3 separate regions of the Rattus norvegicus genome follow, and regions 1 and 3 are each linked to region 2. A link is a contact called in public Hi-C data. All regions are on one chromosome and are shown on one strand. The core of a region is the stretch at or near the end of the contact, and the rest is flanking DNA. Distances in the headings are between cores, read along the strand shown.

Region 1 (4,473 bases), core at 1,187-3,686, 160 kb after region 2:
GGCTGGGATCCAGCGCTCTTGGGCAGGCTCTGTTGCAAGCAAGGATGTGTGATCGTCAGTGAAAACCCAGGGCTATGCTGGTCCAGCCAATGTGAGGTGCCTGCGTTGGGGTAGGCCCCTCAAGAGAGCAGTCTAGAGAACCAGACAGCAAAGCAGGACTCGAAGCAGCCATTGTAAGGTTTGGGAGTTCATACACTGCCCTTGGTTCTAGGAAGTGGTCGATGAATGGAGGAGCAATTGCTGGAATAAAAGAGCAGAGAGTCTTATTAGTGGGAACAGCCATTCTTCTATCATATTGGCTGCCAGGAGACCCAGAAAGTCAAAATGCCAGGAGGGCACATGCACTGGGCACACCACATGTGTTATCTCCACTCTGAGAACAACCTGCAAAACAAAGGCATTTGGCCCTTACAGAACAGGAAGCTGGGTCTTGGAAGGAGGAAGGGGCCTTTCTAGTGGTCCCATGGTGGTGTAGCAGGGACCACAGCTTTACTGTCACAGCATGTGGTCCCTGGGCTTGGCTGAAGAGGACAATACCAGAATCCTCATAAGGAGCTCCAGTGAGGGGACACCAGTGCCTGGTCCCAGGGGAGGGAGCATGGGCACCTGGCCTCTCCTCCCCACAATTCAGGGCTAACTCCATCTCTCCCATACCGTGTGTGTCTTCTGCTCCACCTGATACAGCCACAATGGGAAAGCAACAGATAGTAAATTTCCATTCTCAGTTTCCCTGTTCAAAATCCAGGTAACCAGACCTGATACAAGTGCCTTCACCCAGTCAGCTGTTTGCAGGTTCTGCGTGGCAGCAGTTTTGAGTGCGTCTCCAGCTCTCTCCCGAGAGAAAAGCTCTGGAGGGATATTCAAGATGAGGAGAAGAGCCAAAAGTTACCAGCTGTTTCCAAATGCTGCTCCAGGGAGAAGCTGTGTCCAGTGGACCAAGGAGAGTGTGGGAGAAATACAGTCTCCTCCTTCCCACCGGAGCAAGCTCCTTGAACACTTTATCCTTTTAAAATGCTCCTTGCTGATGATATTTGCTTGTAGAATTTAAGAATTCTACTTTCTAATGTTAAAATGTTATTAGTTATTCTCATCGAGATAAAAAAGGCTTACAAAGGGGCTGGAGAGTGTCGCTGAGTTAGTAGGGTGTGGCCCTGTGACCTGAGGACACGTCTTAGATTCCCAGCATGCACATACAATGCTAGATGTGGTGACATGGGCTTGCAATCTCATTGGGGAGGCAGACACGGGTGGATCCCTGGGGCTCCATAGGCAGCCAGCATCGTCCAATCCGTGAACCCCAGGGCCCAGTGTGAGACCCTGCCTCATCATCAGGTGGATGATAGCTTCTGAAGAATGACTCCTCTGGGTCTGCCCTCTGCCTTCCACATGAACGCAGCATCCCCCACCCACAGACACTCACCAACAAAAATACAAAGTCACCTCTGTCCCATCAGGGAGCAACAGTCTCTTAAACAAAATAAACCTTAGCATCAGGTAGGTGTGTGTGTGTGTGTGTGTATGCACATGTATGTGACTGTGTATGGACACACATGTGCGTACATGTGTGTGACTATGTGTGTGTATGTGAGTATGTGTTGGAGAGTCTGTGTGAATGTATGTGTACATATGTGTGTGCTCGATCACACACGTGTGTATGTGTGTGCACATGTATGTGACTGCATGTGGACACACATGTGTGTACATGTATGTGGCTATGTGTGTGTATATGTGAAAATGTGTTTGAATGTCTGAGTGTGTACACGTGTATGTATGTGTGTGCACATGTATATGACTGTGTGAACACACATGTGTGTACGTATGTGGCTGTGACTGTGTGTGTGTGTTTTTGTGTCTGTGTTAACGTGAATACAAGTCCTCTGAGAGTCCAGAGAAGGATGCCAGATCTCCTGGAGCTGGAGTCACAGGCAGATGTGAGTGCTGGGAACAGAACTCCGATCCTTTGATAAAGCAGTTCGTGCTTTCTTTCTACCTCTGAACCATAGCTCCAGTGCCCACTACCTAGTCTTTCAACACTCACCAACCTTCGTTCCAGCACCTTCTCCACTCTCGCAGATTATACTTATGAAAAGTGTCTGGAAAGTGATGGGGTGCTTGGTGGCATGGTGGCAACAGCCCAGAGTGACTCGCAGGCAAGCCACCTGGCATGATGCTTCTCTCTGTGAAGTATGGGTGGCCACACTTTCCTCGAGGTCTCACAGCTAGGGTTGCTGACTCCTACAAAGCCTCCATTCACATGTCAGCATCTCCAACACTCCCCAAACCCCATCACCACCAATGTCACAACACCCGCAGACAGAATGGGGCTGTGAAACACAAGTCGCTTGCTTGTTTGTGGGACCAGCAGCCAGGTCACACTCTTGGAAAAAAATGTCCCATTTGTCCTATTTGCCTTCCTGTCAGTTCCAGGAATCAACCTGACAAGTATCGACCAGGCTGCTGTGGTGTTCAAACACTATGATCCTGTGAGCAGGAGGCCGTACGAGACTGTGGAGCTGGGCCCACCTGGGTGGCTTCTCTGTGAGTATGCCCTGTACCCAAAATGAAGGTGGGCCATTATCTGTCTGTCTGTCTGTCTGTCTGTTTAATATATATCCTACCTACCACCAGCTTTAGAGGTAGAAACAGGGGCAGCAAGTCCTGCTTCTGAATCTTGAAGCTAGAGCTTCAGGTTTTCAGGAATCGTCTCTGGAAAATTCAGCCATAAGGAATCTTGACCTATGAACTGCCAGCATAAAACCAGCTAGAAGCTAAGTAGCAACTTTATCAGAAACTCAGTTATGGCAACAAGCCTCTGCACAGAAGCCCAGGTCTGGCACTGAGCCTCGCCAATTCTAATTTCCCTGTGCACACAACTGGTCTAAGGGTGTCTGTGACTTGAGGGTCTCAGGAGCATTTGTTTAAACAGAAAGACGAGGAAGACTGTGACTCTTGGCATTTCAATAGCTTCCAGATGTTTGAGTGGCAGGCAGGAAGCAGCAGTAATATAATCATTGATTACCCAGAATGCTATGCTCACCTATGCCCTCCCCACACATTTGTAAATACCTCGGTGTGCAGCAATGATGCAATGTGCCCGATGTCCCCGGCACTTAAACAAACACTTAGAAACAAGAAGGTTATAACTCAGGAACAGGATTCTGCATTTTCTCTGAGAATCTGCCTGGGAGCAGAGTTAAGCGCACTTAAATTTCCAGTGCACCCATTCTCGGTAGAAACGGGACAAAATCTTCTGGACTGTATTTCTCATGAGCTGGTGCTCTGCAAGATGGACTTCATAAATCCCGAGAAGGGGTAGTAGCATTGCCATTTGGACTTTGCAGAAGGAGGCCCTGAATTGCAGAGACAGTTCACACAGCAAGTAACTGCAGTGTCCTAGTTCAAGCCAGGATCCCCTAGCTACAGTTCAGTCTTCCTTGGAAAACACATCCTTCTGCGAATCACCTTGGGGTCAGGAAGGGTGCTAAGATCAATGACCACAAATAGCGCCCTCACATTTTCTGTCCTTACTTTACCAGGGCGGACCAATTATTCAACATCTTCCTCTTTTTTTTTTTTTAATGTAAGGAAAGTCTCAAGCACACAAAACTCTCCTTAAGCCCCTTACGTGGAGCCGGTGCTGGAGGGAGGATGTGACTTTAGTTGATACCAGCCTTACTTTAGCCAGCAGGTGGCGCCTGTAATCTGGTTGGGCACCAGGGAGCAGAGTTCCATCTGCCTCTCCCCTCCCTTCACTCCAGCAGGTCACACAGAGCCAAAGGCCAACACATGGGCAAAATGCACAGAAGGTGTTGATCACGTTGTGGATGCTTTCAGGACAAACTAGAAAAACCAGCGTGTAGCCGCTGTATAATTAAAAGGTAGAGAGGTTGGTTTGAAGGGATCAGGAGGGTATCAGGGTCCAGAAGACTCTGGGATGCAGGGGGCCAGGGCAGTAAGTCCTCTGCAGTGTTGTAGGGATGGGGAACACCTGTAAGAGAAAAGAAGGAAGTGGAGGGAAGTGGGGTGAACCCTGCTTTGTGGACACTGAAGGCTCTGCCCCCCACCGTTGCACTCATGACTCTGCTCCCGCCTTTCAAAGCACCTTGAACCCTGCCAAGGTAACCAATGGCTATTCTGGCGCATCCCATAACTTAAATTAAAATATAAGACACTTGACATTTGCATGAAGGGGGCTGTCTCTGCACACAGGAGCAGGGGTTTAAACAGATGCTCTTTGCCTTGTACTTCTGGAAACTGGAAGTTCAAGACTACAATCAAAGTGATGGCTGTGCAGACGGTGCAGACGAACCTATACCAGGCCCTTCCCTGACCCCTGGTTGCTATAACCTTCAGAATTGTCTGGTTTGCACTAGGGTCTCATCTCTGCCTGTGTCTTCCCCACAATCCTCCCTGGCTACTTCTCAGAAACCAAAGTCCCTTCTTTCAGGGGCACTAGTCATACAGGCCCCACTT
Region 2 (4,720 bases), core at 754-3,253:
CCCAAAGACAGCAGCACAGGGGCATCTTCTTGTTTGGTAGAACCTCAGGCAGTACTCGTGGTTATGCATTTTGCTTTGAAAGATACGTGGTCAGATGTGCAATTCTTCACTGATTCATGGATATTGCCAATAGGTTATCAACGACTTTGCCAAGAGCATGTTTAGAAATCTAATGAGAAAGAAATCTGGTGAATAAGTATGAGGGGAGAGCTCTCCAGATGGGAGAATGATGTGAAGATACTTGTGTGCCACGTACGTGCTCATCCAATGTGTCTTCAGCTGAGAAAGAGTTCAATAACCAAGTAGATAGAATGGACCATTCTGGTGACATTCAGCCTCTCTTCCCAGCCATCTCTATCATGGCCAATAGGTCAATGAACAAGGTGGTTATGGTGACAATGATCAAGGTTACCTAGGGGCTTGATAACATGGACTGCTATTCAGGAAGTCTGACCAAGACACTTGGGCGAGCATCCCACAAGCATCGTGTCTAGCTGTATGGTCATGGGGAAATAAATAAGCTTCCCTGTGTTTCAGTTTCCTCTTCCATTAAATGGATTGATAACAGCATATAGGACAGAGGACCATCACTGGAATCAAAGAGTATGAGTGACAATCTCTTTGTTCCTGTTGTCACTAGAGGGAACCCCTGCCAACAGGAGCTAAGGGAACACTGCCTGGGCATTTTATGTTCAGGTGTATGTTTATTCATCCTTTGGTCCTACCTCTTCATTTTGATTGGCGGTAGTCATTGTTTTGTGTGAGGTTGTTCAGCTAGGAACTTAGAGAGAGGATATCACTCTGCCCTGAGTAGGAATGGTAGGGAGAGTGGAGCTGCTCTGACCCATGGGGTCCATGCATCTGCAGGAGTTTGGGCTCCAACAATGTTACATGTGAGTAGGGTCAGCAATCCAGCAAAAGACACTGGGTGACAGAGCCCATGGCCTGGAAGAGGGAAAGAATGAGGCAGGACCTGGTCACCAGGAAGTCATAAACATTGGAAATAGAGTCAGTACAGCATAGTTGCTGCAGATCCTGAACTTTGAAACTGTGATTCAAATCAAATTTGCTTTGCTCTGTGGGTTATCCCAGATCATCAGACAATTCCACTGATCAACACGTCTGTCTTCTTGCCAATGCCATGGAGTTTTATCACAATTGATCTGTCCTCTAAATTGAAATCAGGGATGGTAGTAACTCCAGAAGTTATTTTATTGTACAAGATCTTTATAGCTATACTAGGTGTTTGGTTTTTTTCCACATGAAGTGGAGAACTGCTTTTCAAGGCCTGTAAAGAGTTGTGTTGGAATTTTAAAGAGATGGCTTTGAATCTGTAGATAGCCTTTGGTAAAATGGCCATTTTTACTAGGTTAATCCTACCAATCCATGAGCATAGGAGATCTTACCATATTCTGATATATACCTCAATTTCTTTCTTCAAAGACTTGAAGTTCTTGTCCTGCATGATATTTCCTGGCTTGGTTGGAGTTAAATAAAGATATTTTATTGTATGTGTTTCTATTGTGAAGAATGTTGTTTCTGTAATTTCTTCTTAGCCTGTTTAATATTTCTATAAAGGAGTGCTACTGGTTTGTTTGTTTGTTTGTTGTTTGTTTAGTTAGTTAGTTCTTATCTTTCCTCTTTGGAATGACATAGACAATCAAGAACAAATGTCAGTTGCAGCCCTCCCTGGAGACAGTTAGGGCATAGGTCCTGTACTTTTCTTTTGCTTCTGACTTCTTCCCCTTTCCACACTGACTTTGAACTACTTAAAAAATGTAAGATGTGACTAGGAGATCCAGTGGGCTTGTGGAGAACAAAAGTGGTAATTTTCACATCAGGATATAGTTCTGATAGAAGCTATGAATCCATGTTACCAGAAATCATCCCGTCTGCCCATTGGTAATCTGAACACAGAGCACAGGTTGTCCATGCCAGCATTTCCTAAGAGGAGGGAGGAGCCCTTGGTGTGGATAAATAGGCATCACTGTGCGCTGGGTATAACAACACACCAGGCAAGGGAAAACCTTGAACATCAGGAGTCGGCAATCATAGAGGCTGGCAGCTGGCTGGTGTCAGCTCTTCAGGTAATGCCCAGGATTACTGCCTAGAGGAACAGAAGGAACATTCCCAGGCCTGTGTGGTACTGGCTATGGCCTGCAACCTATGTTTATGGGGATGGGGAAAGGGCTTTGGTTGAGATACTGGGTTAGAATCAAGGAACATTTCTGGGGTTCATGAAATCTTCTCTCTGTTTCTCTGGGCTATGGAAGATGCAGATGTTGTGGTCTATGCTTATGAAGAGTAAACGGACCCTGCTCCTCTGACTCCAAAGGGAGTTTTGAGAGCTTGTTGGCTTGCCTGCTGCTGCCATTGCTAGGGTGACACAGGACTGTTGCAGAGTCACTCTAGGGGAGGTGGCAGCTTTGCCATGATCACATAATAGAGGAGATGCCTGGGGGATTAGGACCCCACTTCCTGCCTAGATCCCAGATGCCATAGCAAGGACAGGGTCTTCACACTCAACTAGGAAAGCAAAGAAGAGTCAGTCACTGAACCAAGTCTCCTGTTGTACAAACCCAGTAGCCTCTTATCTCTGTAAATAATTTTGGCACGACATATTGTTTAATGTTTTTCCAAAGAAATGGTTGCATCAGTCTGAAAATAAAGCACAGAGTAAGTGGGGCCAAGGTCCCTGGCTCATCCTCAGGCATGTCACAGCAATGGGGACAAGTGGATTAGTGCCAACACATCCTCCTTTGCTCCCTCTTCCTTTTACTCCCTCCTATTTTATTTCTCTCTCCCTCCTCCTATTCCACTGCCCCTTCCTTCAACTTTCTCTCCCTCTCCCTCCTCCTATCTCCCTGACCTTCCTTTTCCCATTTCTCTCCTTTTCTACAAAGTTCTTTTCTCCCCTCTCTCCCTTCTCTTATCTCTGTTCTGCCCTCCCTCCTCTCTCCTTCTCCTTCTCTCCCCTCCCCAATATCCTCTTCCCTTTCTCCTCTCTCCATGGCTGCCTCTTTCTCTCATTTATTTACCATCCGCCATCGCCTTTGCACACCTGAACACATGATCAGAGGTTAAAGGTAGATATTCAGGATTACCATAATTGCAAGCTATCAACTGAAGTACATTATAATATCAGTGACCCCCTGCTCTGGGTGTATAAAGAGGACATGGATCCCTAGACATTCCATACAGCCACTCCCAATGCCTACAATAAGCTAGCCACTTACCACTAATGTAACCTGGACCCCTCACCAAGCTGTACAGAGAGCTGTACACACCCATTTACTAACTACCACATAGCTGTCCTGACAGCCAACATGAAATCTGGTTCAGGTGTGGGAGAGTCTGATACCACTGCTGCTTCTTCCCACCAGCAGGCCTTCTAAATCTGAGGTACAAAGCACCATGTGGTTCTCTTGCAGGGTGGAGAGAGCCTTTCCCTTTGTGTCCTTCCATTTACAGGTCCTCAAGGGTCCAGGATTTCCACACTACACCAAATATCTCTCCAGCTTCCTCTTAACTAACCCTTACCTAACCCTAACTTCAAGCATAAAATGAACTTAAGATTTCCCAGATTTTTCATTGAAGGGCTAAGAAAGGACCTGTGATAAAAAATGCTCTGAGGTTCCTGAGTTCTGTCGAAGGAGGTGGCTCAAGTGCAAAGTGCAGACAGGGGTCATGCCCATCCCCTGCTCCTATTCTGGCTTGTTCTGTCACCATAACCTGTAACTTCAAATCTCTGAATCTTGGTTCTCCGCTATGAAAATTGGCTACAGCATAGCACACCCTTTGTGGTAGTAGGGAGCACATGATGTGGTAATGCCATCTGAGTCTCCAGACCATTTCATGTGGGCAGTCACAGAGGCAGGAAGGGCAGCAGAGCAGGGCACAATACCCACTAGGTGGGAGGACTAGAAGATGATCAGAGCACTAGCTGGTCCTCCCAGGCTCAACGAAGTTTTTTTTAAGCCTTCAGGACAGAGAAGATGGCCTTCATTGCAGCTTTGGGGCTCCTGATGGCTGGGATCTGCCCTGCTGTCCTTGGCTTCCCAGATGGCACACTGGGAAATGACACTCTACTCCATAAAGATCAAGACAAGGGGACACAACTGGACAGTCTCACATTGGAGTCCATCAACACTGACTTTGCCTTCAGCCTTTACAAGATGCTGGCTTTGAAGAATCCAGATAAAAATGTTGTCTTCTCCCCACTTAGCATCTCAGCTGCCTTGGCCATTGTGTCCCTGGGAGCAAAGGGCAACACCCTGGAAGAGATTCTAGAAGTTCTCAGGTTCAATCTCACAGAGAGCTATGAGACAGACATCCACCAGGGCTTTGGGCACCTCCTCCAGAGGCTCAGTCAGCCAGGGGACCAGGTAAAGATCATCACAGGCAATGCTCTGTTTATTGATAAGAACCTTCAGGTCCTGGCAGAGTTCCAGGAGAAGACAAGGGCTCTGTACCAGGTTGAGGCCTTCACAGCTGACTTCCAGCAGCCTCGTGTGACCGAAAAGCTCATCAATGACTATGTGAGAAATCAGACCCAGGGGAAGATCCAGGAACTGGTCTCAGGCCTGAAAGAGAGGACATCCATGGTGCTGGTGAACTACCTCCTCTTTAGAGGTAAGAGTGGTCACTGCCTGGGGAGTAGAGGGAGAGGATCCTGATTTTGTGCCTGTGCTATACGATGATCTCTGGAAAGGAGGTGCTC
Region 3 (4,760 bases), core at 875-3,374, 250 kb before region 2:
GCCAGCTTCTTGTAGAGGCTGAAGGCAAAGTCAGTATTGATGGAGGCCAATGTGAGACTGTCCAGTTGTGTCCCCTTGTCTTGGTCTTCATGGAATAGAGTGTCCTCTCCCAGTATGCAATCTGGGAAGCAGAGGAGAGCAGAGCCGATCCCAGCCATCAAGAGCTCCAGAGTCACAAGGCGGGTCATCTTCTCCAGTCTTCAGGCTGAAAGAAAACACCCTTTGAGTCAGGAAGCATCAGCTGGTGCTCTGACCATCTTCCAGTTCTCCCACTGGGCCAGCATCGTGCCATGCTTTGCTGCCCTTGCTGCCACTGTGACTGTCCATGGGAGGTGCTCATATGTTCGTACTACGTCATGTGTTCCCTATAACCATGGAGGAAGTACTGTCGCAGTAGCCAATTTTCCTAACAGAGAATCAAATACTGAGAGAGTTAAAGGGATATGCCCGGGTCAAAGAGCAAGGCAAAATAGGAGTGGGGGATGGGTGTAAGCCCTGTCTACTCAGAATATTCTCTCTTTCTCTCATGGCACACAGACCCATTAGAAGGCAGGGACTCCTCTTCCTTTGTAGTTGTTGCCTTCCTCCAAGTTCCTGCCTACTTGTTCCCTATAGGCAGACCTCAAGAGCCTTGGAGCAGTAATTAGCACAGGGTCTGTCTTAGCCTTTTGTTGACAAGTCTGCAAAAATCTCAAAACCATGGCCTGAATCAGGGTACATTTCTGCGAGTGTGGATGCCAATTGAGTAGAAACACTGGAGATATCCAGTGTAGTGTGAATGGGTATCAGTAGGATTAGTAGGGGAAGGTTCTCTCAGCCATACCAGGCCACCACATGGTGCTTTATACCTCAGGCTTGGAAGGCCTTCTGGTGGGAAGAAGGACAGGTATCAATTTCTCACACCTGGACCAGATTTCATGTTGGCTGTCAGGATGTCTGTGTGATAGCAAGCAAATGGGTGGACCTCTCTGTGTAGCTTGGTGAGGGGTCCAGGTTACATTATGGGTAAGTGGTTGGCTTATTGTGGGCATTGGGTGGTTGTAGGGAATGTGTAGGGGTCCATCTCCTTTCTATACACCTGATGTGGGGGTCACAGGCATCGTAATGGGCTATTACGATCCTGGTAAACAAGATTGTGTACCTTTAGCCTCTGGCCACTTGTACAGATGTCCAAAGGTGAAGGTGAACAGTAAATGAACAGGAGGCAGAGGAAGAAGAGAAAGGGGAGAACAGGCATTTGGAGAAGGAAGGGAGTGATAAAGTGGAAGAAAGTGGGGTGGGGAGATAGGAGGAAGGGGATCAGGGAGAGGAGGATGGAGCTAAGGGAAGATGGAGTGGAGAGAAGAAGGATTTACAAGAGGAGGGTGTGCTGGTGCTAAGCCACTCGTGCAAATAGCCGTGACATGCCTGCAGACGAGCCAGGGACCTCAGCAACTTGGCTGGTTTTGCTTTCAGACTCATGCAAACATTTCTTTGGAAAAGTACTAAACAACATTTTGTGCCAAAATTATTTCCGGAGTAAAGAGGCTGCTGGGTTTGTACAGCAGGAGACGTGACTCAGTGCATGAGCCTTCTTTGCTTCCCCTGTTGAGGGTGAAGCCCCTGAGCGTGACCATGGCATCTGGGATCTAGGAGGGAAGTGGGATCCCACTCCCCAGGCATGTCTTCTGTGATGTGATCACAGCAGAGCTGCCACCTCCCCCGGCGTGACTCTGCAACAGTCCTGTGTCACCCTAGCAATGGCAGCAGTAGGCAAGCTAGCAAGCTCTCAAAACTCCACCTGTGGAGTCAGAGGTGCAGGCTCCATTTACTCTCCATGAGCACAGACCACAGCATCTGCATCTTCCATAGGCAAGAGCAACAAACCAGAGAGGAAATTTCATGAACCCCAGAAATGTTCCCTGCTTCTAACCTAGTATCTCAGCCAAAGCTCTTGCTCCACCCCCACAAACATAGGTTGCAGACCATAGCCAGTACCACACAGGCCTGGGAAGGTTCCTTCTGCTCCAGGAGGCAGGAATCGTGGGCATTACCTGCAGAGCCGATACCAGCCAGCTGCCAGCCTCTGTGATTGCTGACTCCTGATGTTCAGGGTTGCCACTTCCCTGGTGTGTTGTTATCCCCAGTGCACAGGGATGCCTATTTAACCCCACCAAGGGCTCCTCCCTCCTCTTAGGAAATGCTGGCATGGACAAGCTGTGCTCTGTGTTTAGACTGGAAATGGGCAGACGGGATGATTTCTGGGAACATGGACTCATAGTCCCTACTTTCTGATGGGAAAATTCCCATCTCTGCTCTACACAAGCCTACCGATCTCCTGGGCATGTCTTTGGTTTACCAAATGGTTCAGAGTCAATGTGGAAAGTGTGTGTGGGGGGAAGTCAGAAGTAAAGGGAGAGTGTAGGACCTCTGCTATACTTGTCTTTAGGGAGGGCTGCAGCTAACATTCATCCTGGAGCCTCTAAGTCATTTTGGAAGGAATAGAGCGACTCTCTACGCCCATCCTTCCAGTTACTCTATGGAAATGTCCATGGTAATAAACACACACGTGGTGCTGACAGAACCTGTCTACATCTATATCTGTCCTGTCAGGAATGACTGTATGCTAAATAGAGACTTGCTCTTCCCTCTATGCCTCATTCCCAAACCTCTCTGTTGGGCAGGAACATCATGGCCAGTCATGCTTTTCTTTTCTCTTACACTTCTTACATGCATCCAGCTCCTTCCAGTATTCTTCTTCTCCTAAACCCTGAAGAGCCTCTTTGTCTACTGACTCCTACTGATGCTTTAATGTGTTCTCTTCCGCACACCCTCATTGATCCCAAAGTACAGGACACCTTTTCTCTTTCAGAGGGTTCTCATCAGCACTCCCATTAACACTCTACTCTAGGACCCTACTTTTACTCATGTATCACTCTGCACAAGACTTAAAACCTTGCAGACAGTACCTGATTAATAAAGGTGCTCTCCAGCATACTCTTTTAGCCCTGTATCACCTCTGCCTTGCCCATCCCAAAGCCTGATGGCTTTTACTGCCCATGCTCAGGACCTCAGCATCATCAACACAGCATCCTTCCTATCCCATGCTCAGGACCTCAGTATCATCAGCACAGCACCTGCCTATCCCATGCTAAGAACTTCAGCATCATCAGTGCAGCAACTGCCTATCCCCCAGTAGTGCCTAACCCTCATACTTGACTTTCTCACACTCTTCCTCTCCTTTTCCCTTTACACCCAGATGACAGCACCTCAACTTACTTGGACTATCTGCCCTAGGGGATCTGTCTTAGTTCCCATTACTTCAACCAGGCTCTGGCCACTGACCTCCTTTCTCCCAACCTGTCCCCCAGCAGCTTAAACCAGTATGTAGATGACCTTATACAATGATACCCCTCACTCTGCTGCTTTGGAGCAGCATTCAAGAACTCTTCTTGGGGCTAGAGAGATGGCTCAGTGGTTAAGAACACTGGCTGCTCTTCCAGACATCCTGAGTTCAAATCCCAGCAAGCACATGGTGGCTAGTAACCATCTGTAATGGGATGTGATGCCCTCTTCTGGTGTGTCAGAAGACAGTGACAGTGTGTGTACTCATATACATAAAAAATTAATCTTTAAAAAGAAGAAGTATTTATTAGAAACAAAACAACCCCTCTTCTCAAGACTCCAGTCAGGAGGTAAGAGAGGACTATGAGATCCTAGTAGTTTGAGACCAAACAAGGAATAATATACATTATAGGTTAAGGTTTAGGTAAGAGAGTTAAGAATACATTTCTGTTTGTCCTGTGTAGGTTAACCTTTTTGTTTTCAGTTAAAGAATAAGATTCTCTTTGTCTTAAGTCCTTGTAATTTAATATGAGACCAAAATGGGAAAAATGAACCTTGCAGGTTAATGGTTCTGTTTGCAAGCACTTGTCTCAGAACAAAGTCCTGTTTGTCTGTCCTATGTTTATTTGACCCACTTGCCCTGGATATGCTTGATCACATGTGGGCAGGAAACGTATCAGGGTGTATGTTTGCCCTTTTTGGATGTAGGCAGGAGGTTTACAGGCAGGGAAGGTGTCAGGATGTCCACTGCCCCTAATTTGATCTGATGGGAAATGCAGTGAACTTTGGACTTTGTCATTTTAAGCTGCTACAAAATGTGACTCATAGCCATTTTCTGGGAACCCAGATGTGGACCTGGTCCAAGTCTGTCCTCTTGATCACTGTGTAATTATTATGCCATTACTAATTCTTTCAATTGGCTTTAATTTGTAGTAGTGGTTTTATTGTCCGATGGTGGGATTAACAGTTTCTGGTTGCCCTTAAGACAGATAAGAAGTTCTTGTTTGTCCTGTGTTAATTCCTTGCAAGTTATGGTTTTTATCTGTAATTAAGAATTAATTCCAGTTTCTTAGATCTTATATAAACTGCAAAATGTGTTCTGCAATCTACACTAAACTTGTGACCCCATCCACATGTCTCACCCTAAGTCAGGATTTGAAAGAACAATCCCCACTGGTCTCTTGAACTCCCTTTTATAGGAGACATAAACTGTATATAGAGTTTCCACTTCAATCCACTAAACCAGAAATGATCTTCTCTGAAGGAAACACCAGGCAAGACAATACTGTGGTCCCTCAGAGCCCACCCCATAGTCTGCTCTAGACATGTATGTAACCAGCCTTAAGGCTAAGAGGCTCATAGAAGTGAGGTAGGAAGTGTAGTTGATGGGAGGTACACTACTATTGTGGGGTATCTACCAGAGAAAACTACTTGGA

The links. Hi-C and Micro-C count contacts between places; a contact is called where the count stands out from the background.
Region 1: a contact with region 2 is called in a Hi-C map of liver, with 4 times the contacts expected there. The contact joins the promoter of Serpina11 here to the promoter of Serpina3m in region 2. A contact is called at or near these places in 2 of 12 Hi-C or Micro-C datasets (both in liver).
Region 3: a Hi-C map of liver shows a contact between it and region 2, with 5 times the contacts expected there. The contact joins the promoter of Serpina3n here to the promoter of Serpina3m in region 2. A contact is called at or near these places in 3 of 12 Hi-C or Micro-C datasets (kidney and liver).

The regions. Positions count from the first base shown.
Region 1 is chr6:128,675,417-128,679,889 of GRCr8, reverse strand. Serpina11 (serpin family A member 11) reads left to right here and starts at 2,436. Exons shown (of 5, transcript NM_001166352.1): 1 at 2,436-2,538.
Region 2 is chr6:128,834,122-128,838,841 of GRCr8, reverse strand. It overlaps Serpina3m (serpin family A member 3M), which reads left to right and starts at 2,003. Exons shown (of 5, transcript NM_001270982.1): 1 at 2,003-2,087; 2 at 3,979-4,632. The coding sequence starts at 3,996.
Region 3 is chr6:129,085,756-129,090,515 of GRCr8, reverse strand. It overlaps Serpina3n (serine (or cysteine) peptidase inhibitor, clade A, member 3N), which reads right to left and starts at 2,124. Exons shown (of 5, transcript NM_031531.3): 1 at 2,034-2,124; 2 at 1-205. The coding sequence starts at 188.